Regions from separate parts of the Mus musculus genome. Here region 1 is linked to region 2. Evidence: chromatin contacts called from public promoter capture Hi-C data. All regions are on one chromosome and are shown on one strand. Each heading gives the region's core, a stretch centred on a gene start, on an enhancer-like site or on the middle of the called end of the contact. The rest is flanking DNA. Distances are from core to core; before and after follow the strand shown. Region 1 has its middle 4.8 kb from the start of Gm40689. Region 2 holds the start of Mrln (myoregulin).

Region 1 (6,086 bases), core at 3,249-5,748, 620 kb before region 2:
TTTGTTTTGCTTTATTCGAGGAAGTGTCATTATGTAGCCCAGGCTAGCCTAGGATTCTTTTATGTGGCCAGGGTGGCGTCAGATTCATGGTGTTCCTTCTGCTTCGGGCTCTCAAGTGCTATTTCCCATGAATGGCTACATTTGAGACTCATATAAGCATTTTTTGAAGATTTGTATTTTTTAAATTATATATGCATATATGTACATATGCAATACATACCTACATAGATGTGTGTAGATGTGCATATGGATGTGTAAGGATGTGTGCTTGAGAGCAGATACGCATAAAGCAGAAAGGGATGTTGGATCCCCTGGACCTGGAGTTATAAGAAGTTGTGAACTCCCTGATATAAGAGATAGGAACTGAACTTGAATCTTTTAACCACGAAACCATCTCTCCAGTGCCTACACAAGCATCTTTAGACTTCAGCTCTCTGGACTATTACTATAAAACTGAATTCAGGCAACTGAGTGGAGGTCTGTTTGTTAAAGCTTTCTGAGTGACAGCCACCTTTTGGGACATCCTGTTCGTCTCCCGTTTGGGGAAACCAGCTCTATTGTTTGACATGATAGTTGGCTATGGTTCACTTTTTTCCTTAGGCATTCCTTAGGTAGACTTCCTGGTTGCCTGGAGACCCCCTCAGTGCGCCAGGGGTGGGGGTGGGGTAGAGGAATGGGGAATCTAGGATGGTGAGGGACTCTGGGGATTCCACATCCTGTCCTATTGTCTAGGCTATGCTTTCTTGGCTTCGACTGATTTAATGTGGCTTGGACTTTAGGCAGGCATGCTTCTTGCAAGGCTAAATATAGAATGTAAAGCATCCTATGTTTAATTTAGAAGATCATTAAATGGAACTTCATTTGAATATGTCCCCATGACTTCAAAGTTAATGAGGTCAAGTTCTCCTTCCAGCACCTCTCTAGGAAGATTGTGGGCAGACTTCTCTCCAATAAGGGAGATTTTTATGACACCAACCTACTGACGGTGGCGAGGCAGTTCTTCCAGAAGTGAGTTTTGTAACTTGTTCACCAGTTGGTCTTTAAGGAATTTCTTTTTTCCTTTGAAAAATTAGAGCAGTAAGGGCCACATGTTGGTAGGCACAAAAATCATCCAACTGTAAAGGAATAAAAATACAGATTCACAACCGTCTTCCTCAGAGACTGTGCACAATTGACTTTCCGTGAGATTGGACAAATATATGTCTGTCTATCTATCTATCTATCTATCTATCTATCTATCTATCTATCTATCTATCTACCTACCTACCTACCTAATCTGGTCTATATTGTGTATGTATATATAAAATATTGTGATATAGCTGGGCAGTGGTGGCACATGCCTTTAATCCCAGCACTTGGGAGGCAGAGGCAGGCAGATTTCTGAGTTCGAGGCCAGTCTGGTCTGCAGAGTTAGTCCCAGGACACAGAGCTACACAGAGAAACCCTGTCTCAAAAAACCACCAAAACAACAACAAAAACAACAACATTGTGATATATATCACAAATATATATGTATATATCATAAATACATATTACAAATGTGTGTGTGTGTATCTCTTACTCTTGCCTTTTTGCTCCTGATCTGCCTTCTTGCCCCTCTCCCACTCCACGTGCTCATGACTAGCCTCTACCTCTCCCCCAACCCTCTCTCTGCCTTTCTCTGTCTCTACTACCCTCTCAACTCCCCTCTCTATGCCCTGAATAAACTCTATTCTACACTTAAAGGGGAAAAAAAAGAGCTGGTCTCCCTCCAGAAGATGATCTTGAGCCTGCAATGACTCTCCTGCCTCTGTCCTGGGCATGTACAACCTCACTTTGGTCAAAAGTAAGTATCTTTCTTTTACCCTAATTCAGGTAGGGTATTAGAATATCCGTTAAAAATTCAGTTAAGAAGATTAGGTATAGGGATTCTATGTGTTCTGGGGTGCCCTGTAGCTGATACTTATTAGTAAGGACATTGAACTTCAAAGTAGACATTCTGACAGAAAATAGAACTTGCTAGAAAACATCAGAGGAGAAATTATCTAACTTTGAAACGAGGCTTCTTTTCATTGCCTGTCTTTAAAGGACAACTTCTGTGGAATGACTCGCTTGAGAATTATCAGGGGCTAAGTGCGATAGCAGTCATTAATATTCTGGCCACAGATGCAATTTATTTCGTAAACACCAGACTCTATGAGTCGTGAAGTGCCTGATGTAATTGCATTCTGTAGAGTGGCTGTGTGACAGATCCCTGGGTGGCCATGTGGCTGTCTACTGCCAAGCGGTAAAGAGAAACTGTAACGCCTCTCAGAGAGACAGAGACAGAGACAGAGACAGAGACAGAGAGACAGAGAGAGAGAGACAGAGACAGAGACAAGAGACAGAGACAAAAGAGACAGAGACAAGAGAGACAGAGACAAAAGAAACAGAGACAAGAGAGACAGAGACAAGAGAGACAGAGACAAGTGAGACAGAGACAAGAGAGACAAAGACAAGAGAGACAGAGACAAGAGAGACAGAGATGGAGAGACAGGAAGTAGAGATGTTTCCATGTCCCTCTTCCTTCTGTCCTGTTTTATCAGACCTGCCCAGTTCTATCCTAGATCAAAGAGGAAAGGACGATCAGGGTGGCTTCCTTCTTGTTTCATGTTTCACTTAGGCTCCTGACTGAATCAGAAAATATTCCAGGTGATTTGGTGTGACAATATACACACTCTCTCACATATATGCAGAAATATACTGAGAGGAGAAAGAGGAAGTGATTGGATAAAGTGGGGGTGGGTACCTGTGGCGGGCTGTGCTGCTAAGAAATCAGGCCATGCAAAGGGTCTACTGTAAGGGGTTTAATGGGGGAGTGGGGAGAGGAACAGGTTGTCTGGGGGTGGGGACAAGAGAGAGACAGAGACAGACAGAGACGCTGGGAGAAGCATGCTGGGAGATCTGGCATGGCTGAGACCTTTTATGTGCTACACTTGATGCGTCTGACTATGGTGGTGGTGATGATGTAAGCTGTGCCCCCAGGTCCTCACTGCCGGTGGTGGAAATGCTTGATTGCTAACAGATTTGTGAGCCACCCGCACCAGACTATCACCTCTTTGTCTTTCTTGCCTTTTGCACCTTCCACAAACTTTAGCCTTTGTTTTGGTAGAAGACCGGATACATCGACCATTGCACCCATCCAAGAAAGGCTTAGTCCACCAAGAACATTTCCTTTTTTAATTTCATTTGCTGCATCTTGCTTTAGCTAAAAGCAAGATGGGGTAGCATTGTGGTCCTGGATAAAAAGATACAAATGAAAATGTTTCATACAGCTGCCTTTCATACCTTGCTAGCAGGGCACAGACTGCTGCTTGTCATGTACGATCTCTTGGCTGACTTGGACACAGGGGTGACTCTACAAGGCCCTATTGTAGGTGTAGGTCTCGGAGCCCCAGCAAGCCACTCAATTGTTATTTTGCTGGCATCCTGCTCTTTGCATGTGTTAAACGGTATTGCTCATTAGAGACTTGCTGATAGGACTTGTAACAAGCCAGAGGGAAGTAGGCCTTGCTGCTGCTTAATTTTGAGAAATTGATTAAGATGAATTTAAGATTATGCCCATCCTAGAGCAAAAATGAAATAGCTCATTATGACGAGAATAGACTGCTTGCTATCACTCAGATGGGGAGCAATTTAATGAGCACATTTATGTGCTGTTGAAGCCAACAGCTTCTTGGTATTTGCATTTTGTGTGGTGGTTTCAAAAAAAAAAAAAACGAAAAGAAAAAGTATCCCATGATAAAAAGGTAAGCATATGTTAACATAGTGAGCTTAAAAATGAAAATAATAATTGTGAACATTTTGATACATGTGTCTCCAGGTGGGTCTCTCTCCCTCTCCCTCTCCCTCTCCCTCTCCCTCTCCCTCTCCCTCTCCCTCTCCCTCTCCCTCTCCCTCTCCCTCTCCCTCTCCCTCTCCCTCTCTCTCTCTGTCACATTTTTGGTGGTATATTTTATATAATGCTCTGAATATCTCTTCATATTCATTACAAGGAAAACTTTTCATACATTTAAGTTGAATGTGTGCATAATGCAACTTGTATACACTGTACTTGAACTGGTCTTTCATAATTGGACATTGAGTTTATGTATAATGCCCTAATAGTCTTTATCTACCATCAGAGGTCATTAATATGTCTGTGGAAAATGCTGCATTTCCATAGTTAAATGAAAACACTAACTTACTTCTTCCCAAGAGTTGGCTATTGAACAAGAGCACAGGCCAGGGAGCTGTTTGTCTGGGAAAGACTTTTTGGCTATATTGGGGATGACCAACTCTTTCCAAAGTTGCTTCCACAGTTTAATTTAGGTCAGGGGATGAGAGACCAGGCCTGCCTCAGTGTTTTCTTCAGGGAGTGTAGAAGAAATGCAGGATAGGATTGGCCTGAAGCTCCAAATCCGGCACGCTGTGGCGATGATCAGTGTTGGGACTCAGCTGGGTGTAACATTGTTATCTTCAATGTTATTCATAGCTATGATTGAGTAATGTCACGGGGAGAGAAAGAGCCCATGGGGAACACATAGAGCTATGAAGCAATTACAGTTTGACCTAAAAATGCTTCGGAGGAAGAAACAGCACTGTCAACCTCTTACCCGGTTTGGCATCTTCTGACTATAGAGTTTGGTTGGGAGAGTTAGAAGTGAATTTTGGGTAGAGGGAAGGCCAGAGTATCCAAATGAAAATTTTCCTGTGGAAAAATGAATGAGTGTTTGATTCTGATTCTTCAACTCCCTGACCCAGCCAAAGGTTCAGTCTCACAAGACGGTGCTCACTTTAGAAGCAGGCATCAAGGAACTGCCTGACTGCTCATGCTCTGTCCAGCTTGGCTGTAAGTCTTGGGGGTTCACCAAAACTGGCCCTTTCATGATAAACAGATTTCCTGGAACAAGAGAATCAAGAAGTGTAGTATATTCAAAATGAAAAAAGCAACTGGGGGCGTGGGGTGTGTGTGTGGCAACTATTTAACATTTCCATATCAAAGACACTCTCCTTCAAAACAAAGATTGATGGCTGACTTTCCAACCAAAATGCCAAGTGCTAAAATTCAAAAGAATGATTAATATCTCTGAAGTGCTGGAAGAAGATGACTTCAGAATATACAGAAAGACAGAGAGTTGGCTTGTTAGGCAAAGCGCTTGTCAAACAAGCACGAGGGCCTAAGTTTGAGACCTAGTGCTCTTGAGGAAGCTGAGTGGAGCAGCGTGTGTCTATAGCCCCAGTGCTGTGGGGACAGAGACAGGTGCGTCACGTGAGCTTACTGACCATCCAATCTAGGCAAAGTGGTGAGCTCCTGATTCAATCAGAGTCTCGATCTCAAAAAGCAGGGTGGAAAGCAATTGAGAAAGGCCCTTACCTCTGGCCTCCACAGAGATATACACACATGTACATGCACACCTCTAAAAATAGACACAGACATAGACACATACACACACACACAGATACAGACACATACAGAGAGACAGATATACAGACAGACCCATGAAGCAACATAAGTGATAGGATGAGACAAACACAAGTGGGAGAACTCATTTGCTGAAGCTCTCTGCCAAAAGGAGGCCTGAAAGAATGTGTTGTGAAAAAAAGGGTGCAAGTAAATGACCCCAGATGGAAATAAAACAATAAAAAAGGAGAGAGGGAGAGAGAGAGAGAGAGAGAGAGAGAGAGAGAGAGAGAGAGAGAGAGAGGAAGGAAGGAAGGAAGGAAGGAAGGAAGGAAGGAAGGAAAAAAGAAAAAGGAAAGAAGAGGAAAAAATAGAAAAGGAAAGAGAAGAGAAGAGAAGAGAAGAGAAGACAAGACAAGACAAGACAAGACAAGACAAGACAAGACAAGACAAGACAAAACTTCCAGTGGGCATAGCTGGGGGAATCCCACTAGGTAACATTATAAAACCTTGTGTTGTTTGCAAACATGGAAGAAGTGATGATCCAGGAGCTCATAACAGGGCAGGCAGCACTGTCTGAGAACCAGTGAAGAGTGATTCATCTCAAAACACCTGAGAAGAGCACTCACCTCTATTAAGGGAGAAAGTGTACAGGCAACTTAAAACATGGGCCCGCCCCTGGGGA
Region 2 (5,614 bases), core at 1,703-4,202:
GTGCATGCATGTATGGAGGCCAGATGTTGATATCAGGTGGCTGGTCTTCCTCTTTCACTGTCCACCTTGATTTATTTTGGAAATACAGTCTCTTACTATGCCCAGAACTCACTGATTGGCTGGTCTGGCTGGCCTGTGATCTCCTAAGATCTGTTTCTTACCACAGGCTCTCTTATCACTATGGTTACAGGCATGCACCACCCACCACACAACTTTACATTTTAAAAAATTATGTGTATATGGGTGTTGGGTTTGGTGTGTCCTGCGTCGGCTCAGGGCCCTGCCCACTCGGGAGCAGGGACGTGGGAAGTTTTGACTGTGCTTACCCCATAGGTGTCAGGCTATGGGAAGCCACTGAACACCTCTCTGGGGATGGGGGAGTGCAGTCTGAGGGCCCTGGGGACCGCTGGAGCTGGCTCAGGGGTCCCCGGGCCCCTAGGGAGGCTGGAGCCATCTGGTTCTCAGGCTCTTCGACTGAGGGGGAAAGGGCAGGGTTGGGGGGGGTTCTGACTGGGTCCCTCGGGGAGAAGAGTCCTTGGCTTATCGGCGCGGGGGAGTGGGCATGTGTGGCTTGGTGGTCGTGGCTGGGAGTGCTGAGAGACCTTCCACAGGAGATTAGGCGGCCAGTTCTTTCAGAGAAAGCCTTCTCCATTGCTTCTCAGGGCGGATCCCAATGAAAAGAGGCGGACCATGGTTTTTAATAGATTTATGGACACGTTTTTATGGGGTTTCAAGCCTGTGCTCCACCAAGAACCAGGCTGCCTTCACGGTCCACTGCCACATATGGGTGTTCTGTCTACATGTATGTAGACATGTTAGTGTTCATGGAGGCCAGAAGAGGGCACTGGATCCCTGGAACTGAAATTACAGATGGTTATGAGCCACCACGTGGGTGTGTCAGGAACTGAACCCCAGTTTTCTGGAAGAGCAGCAAGTGATCTTAACCACTGAGCCATCTCTTCAGCCTCCCAAACTCAGGTTTTCTGTGGATGCTGGAGATATCAGCACAGGGCCTCACCCATGCGCATGCGCACCAAGCATTTTGCCACCATCGCCCTAACCCAGCAAGGTTTATCTTTATGCCATTTTTTTTCTAAACTCATTCAGCTATTATAAAGATTACAATACTCAGGTTGGGGTCCCCCAAGAGTTCTGAATCATGAAGAAGCCTGCTCTCTTATAGGAGTTACTCATAAAATCCCCACACTCTCCTGCCACATGAATGGCTTATGGGCTGTTCTGGCCTAGGGCCATGGCTGTACACAGCAGATATTCCACACACCTTTGCACAGTGTAGGCTTATAGAGGAAACCACACATCCCATCCTGGAGGCCCAGAGTCACACTGTGGAAAGCAAGTGTTCTCTGACAACCTTCCTTTCCAGTCTGTGTAAGCAAAGAGAGCCACAGAAGGGCACAAGAAAGGGAGAAAGGGGCATGCTGGGTATACCAGACTGGGGGGGGGGTCGGGGGTGGGACTGCCCCATCATCACAGATCCTAGCTATAGCCCTCCTCAAGTCTTGGGTGGTGAGCGAGATAGCACCTTCCCGTTCTCCCACAGCGGTGGCATGCACCATTCTGAAAACGAAGACGTTAAAGACTTTAAATGTGGCACAGTTTTATAGGAGCTTGTTTCTCAGACTAATATTTCCTATCGAGCATAGTGTTTGTAGGCTCTGCAACTGAACTTGAAATGGCAGATTATTCTCAAGATTAAGTCCATTGAATGAAGGATTTTTATAGATGACATTTAAATTTCTGTCAGTACTCACAGCCACTTATGTTACACTATTGTCAAATACCCAAACCGGTGCAAGATAGATAATAATTCATTTCACCAGTGAGGAAGCTGAGGTTCAGAGAGGCTGAGGCCCTGTGTACAGTCTTACAACCACTCTTACCCAGTCCACTTCTGTGTCTCTGGGATTCACTTTAATGCCTCTGTCAAGATTACACCGATGCTGGGCAGTGATGGCACACAGATGTAGTCGCTCCTAGCACTCAGGAAGCAGAGGCAGGTGGATCTCTGAATTTGAGGCCAGCCTGGTCTACAGACCGAGTTCCAGGACAGCCAGGGCTGCACAGGGAAACCCTGTCTCGCAAAACCAACCAAACAAAAAAAGTTTCTAAACAACAGCAAAAATAGTTTGTATCTAGACATGTACACATGCCCAGGAATGAGACTCACACAGCCAAAGCAGAGAGCTATGCTAATATATGGCCTTGAAGAGGGACTGGGATATCAAGTGTCAGTTTTGCCCAGGATGACTGGGCAAGGCATCTGGCTCTCTGAATTCCAGGGTCCTCCCTTGCCAGACAGAAAACACAGTGACCTACTTCTCAGGCCTCTGAGAAGTGACCATGTCAAAGAGGCTGCAGAGACAGGGCCGTTGGTTACAAAGCTAGTAAGCAATGCGATGGGTCCCTCTGCCCCAAACCCAGAACAGGGGATAACAACAGGGCACCATGCCTCCCCCCGCTCTCCCACTTTGATTCCTGTAAGTAAAAACTCCCTTTGAAAACACTGGGATTCTATCTGGAGAAGGAAACACAGGGAGATGGGTCAAGCTGCAAGCCCAGGGCTCAGCCGAGCAATTTATATCCAGCGTTATTAATCACCTGCTCCGCTTGCCGTGAGCCAAAACCAAAAAGAAAGGAGTAGGATTCTGACTCACTAATCTCCCTTATCATCAGCCTCGTAAAACTTGGAGGGATGTTGAAATGCAGGCAGTGGAAACCAGCTTGGGGAGTCAGCAACTTTTAGCCTTCATTATTTCTAATGAGAGGCAACAAGAGTTTCGTTCGCCTCTCCCTGTGTCAACACTACTTAAAAATATAAACGCAAGCAACACTTACTGTTCAGGGGTGCAACGGAGCCAAGTCCAAAGTCCTGGGAATGGCCGCCCTTCCTTTCAAAAACACCATCTGCTCTCCATGGACGAAAAGCTCACTGGGCTGTTATTAGTAACTGGCTCCGAGTGTTAGGCAGAAACCTGAGCCAGAATGTCATGGGGAGGAGGCAAGAGAAACTGACAGACACAGGTGGGATAGAGTCTAACAAAATATATTTACATTGAAGTCAAGCAAGCCGCTAGGCGGGGATGCCTTAAGTCCCCATGGTAGCTGTTCTAAACTATCAGCAAGCAACAACAAATCTCCTCCACTGTGAGAACATAGCCCCTTCTCTTCTGCACACTCCTTTTCTGCAGGGAGCTGGCTTTTAAAAACTGTTTTAGTTTTATTTCTGTGTGTGTGTGTCTGTGTGTGTAATGTCATGTGTATGTGTGTGGGGGGTGTCAGGGGTGTTTAAGGAGGGCAATAAGGAATATCAGGCCTGCTGGAGCTATAGTTACAGGTGGGTGACTACTTGTAAATTCTGGAAACTCAACCCAGGCCCTCTGTGAGAGCAATGTGTGGTCTTAACTGCTGAGCCACCTTTCTAGCCTGTTTGCTTGCCTGCCTTTCTTTCTTCTTTCTTTCTCTTTCTTTCTTTCCTTCTTTCTTTCTTTCTTCTTCCTTCCTTCCTTCCTTTCTTTCTTTCTTTCTTTCTTTTTCTTTTTTCTTTCCTTTTCTCTCTCTCTCTCTGCCTTTCCTTCCTTCTCTTCTGTCTGCCTTTCCTTCCTTCTTTCTTTCTTCCTTCCTTTATTTTCTTTCTTTTTTTCCTTTTCTCTCTCTCTCTCTCTCTGCCTTTCCTTCCTTCTCTTCTGTCTGCCTTTCCTTCCTTCTTTCTTTCTTCCTTCCTTTCTTTTCTCTTTCTTTCTTTCTTTCTTTCTTTCTTTCTTTCTTTTTCTCTCTTTCTTTCTTTCTCTTTTCTCTCTCTCTGCCTTTCCTTCCTTCTCTTCTATCTGCCCTTCCTTCCTTCCTTCCTTCTTTCCTTCCTTCCTTCCTTCCTTCCTTCCTTCCTTCCTTCCTTCCTTCCTTCCTTCTTTCTCTTCCTTTCTTCCTTTCTTTCTCTTTTAAGATTTATCTATTTATTTCATGGGAGTACGCTGTTGCTCTCTTCAGACACACCAGAAGAGAGCATCAGATATCGCTATACATGGTTGTGAGCCACCATGGGGTTGCTGGGAATTGAACTCGGGACCTCTGGAAGAACAGTCAGTGCTCTTAACCACTGAGCCATCTCTCCAGCCCACTTTCTGATATCTAAATATCTTTTTGTGTTTATGAATTTAACCTAGTCTATTTTGATTCTCCCGTTTTCAAAATATATCAATGAGTGGATTTTACAACATCTACTGTTGATTTTGTGTACGAGTCTGGGTGCAGTTGGGTGGGAGAGGGTGTGCAAGTTAAGGAATGCGTTTCATTCCTTAGAAGACTGTTTCTGAATGTGTGGGTCATGGCCCCTTTGGGGGAGGGTCATGTTTCAGATAACCTGCGTATCAGATATTTACATTGCAATTCATAACAGTAGCAAATTTACAGTCATGAAGGAGCAATAAAATAATTTTATGGTTGGAGGTTACCACAACATGAGACATTGTATTAAAAGGGTGGGGCATTAGGAAAGTTGAGAACCATTCTTTTAGACGCTGTCCACTACTTTTGAGACTACGTCTCTTACTGACCCGGGACCTGACCAGTGTCCCAGGATGGCTACAGAGTCTCAGCAATCCACATGTCTCTGCCTCCCCAGTGCTGGGAATACGCACACTGCTACCATCCCTGGCTTGTTCATGTGTATTCTAGAGACTGAACCTCAGGTCCCCAAGCTCACATTGCAAGCAATCCATTGACTCAGCCATCTCTCCAGCTCTGGTACGGATTGCTTGAAGTTTGTTTACTCTCCCACCAGGATCCCTAAACAATCTTAAAAGCCTATTAGAGTAGTTTAGGGGTGAGGGAAGTGAATCTTGCAAGGTGACACTGCATCTGCAGAGCAACCTGTAGAACTGATGTGGTCAGATGGAAACAGATAGGGTATGGCTTCTGGCTTGAGAGACTCTCTTCTGAAAATCTGTACTTCAAAAATGTCCAGATGGCCCCTCTAAGTCCCTCACTCACAGTGGATATCAGATCGTTCAGATCAACCCAAGTTCCACTGAACACAATTGTTTTCTTAAGTGTTAAAGAAGAACTTGCATTTACCTAACAGTTTCTGGAGTATGTTACTACACTGTGTCCATCTTTGGTGCAGTGCACATTAGCTGCCTTATTCTGAAGGTTCCAGTTGTCTATCCTAGCTCAGACCCCATAGATAGTGACTCTTCTGTTATCAATTTGACTGCACTTAGAGCAACCTAGAAAACACACTTCTGGGCATGGCTATGAGGGAGTCTCTAGAGAGGTTAAACTAAGGTGGAAAGAATCATACTTAACGTGAGAAATACCATAATGTGATAGTTTGTATATGCTTGGCCTAGGGAGTGGAAATATTAGGAAGTGTGGCCTTGTTGGAGTAGGTATATCACTGTGGGTGTAGGCTTAAGACCCTCACCCTAGCTGCCTATAAGTTAGTCTTCCACTAGCAGCCTTCAGATACAGATGTAGAACTCTCGGCATCTCCTGCACCATACCTGCCTAAATGCTGCCATGCTCCTGCCTTGATAATGGGACTGAACCTCTGAATCTGTAAGCCATCCCCAATTAAATGTTGTCTTTTATAAGACTT

What was found. Promoter capture Hi-C pulls out the DNA fragments that hold promoters and counts their contacts.
Region 1: a promoter capture Hi-C map of hippocampal neurons shows a contact between it and region 2, with 3 times the contacts expected there. The contact joins the enhancer-like site here to the promoter of Mrln in region 2. A contact is called at or near these places in 2 of 39 promoter capture datasets (the 3T3-L1 cell line and hippocampal neurons), 3 of 484 Hi-C or Micro-C datasets (all in embryonic stem cells) and 1 of 9 other capture datasets (pancreatic islet).

What each region holds. Positions count from the first base shown.
Region 1 is chr10:70,822,988-70,829,073 of GRCm38.p6, reverse strand. No RefSeq gene overlaps it. Among named protein-coding and RNA genes, the nearest start is that of Gm40689, 4.8 kb to the left of the region's middle. Within about 2 kb of position 4,498, at least 20 of the 459 cell types and tissues checked have an H3K27ac peak or open chromatin away from gene starts, as enhancers often do.
Region 2 is chr10:70,202,002-70,207,615 of GRCm38.p6, reverse strand. It overlaps Mrln (myoregulin), which reads right to left and starts at 2,952. Exons shown (of 3, transcript NM_001304739.1): 1 at 2,857-2,952.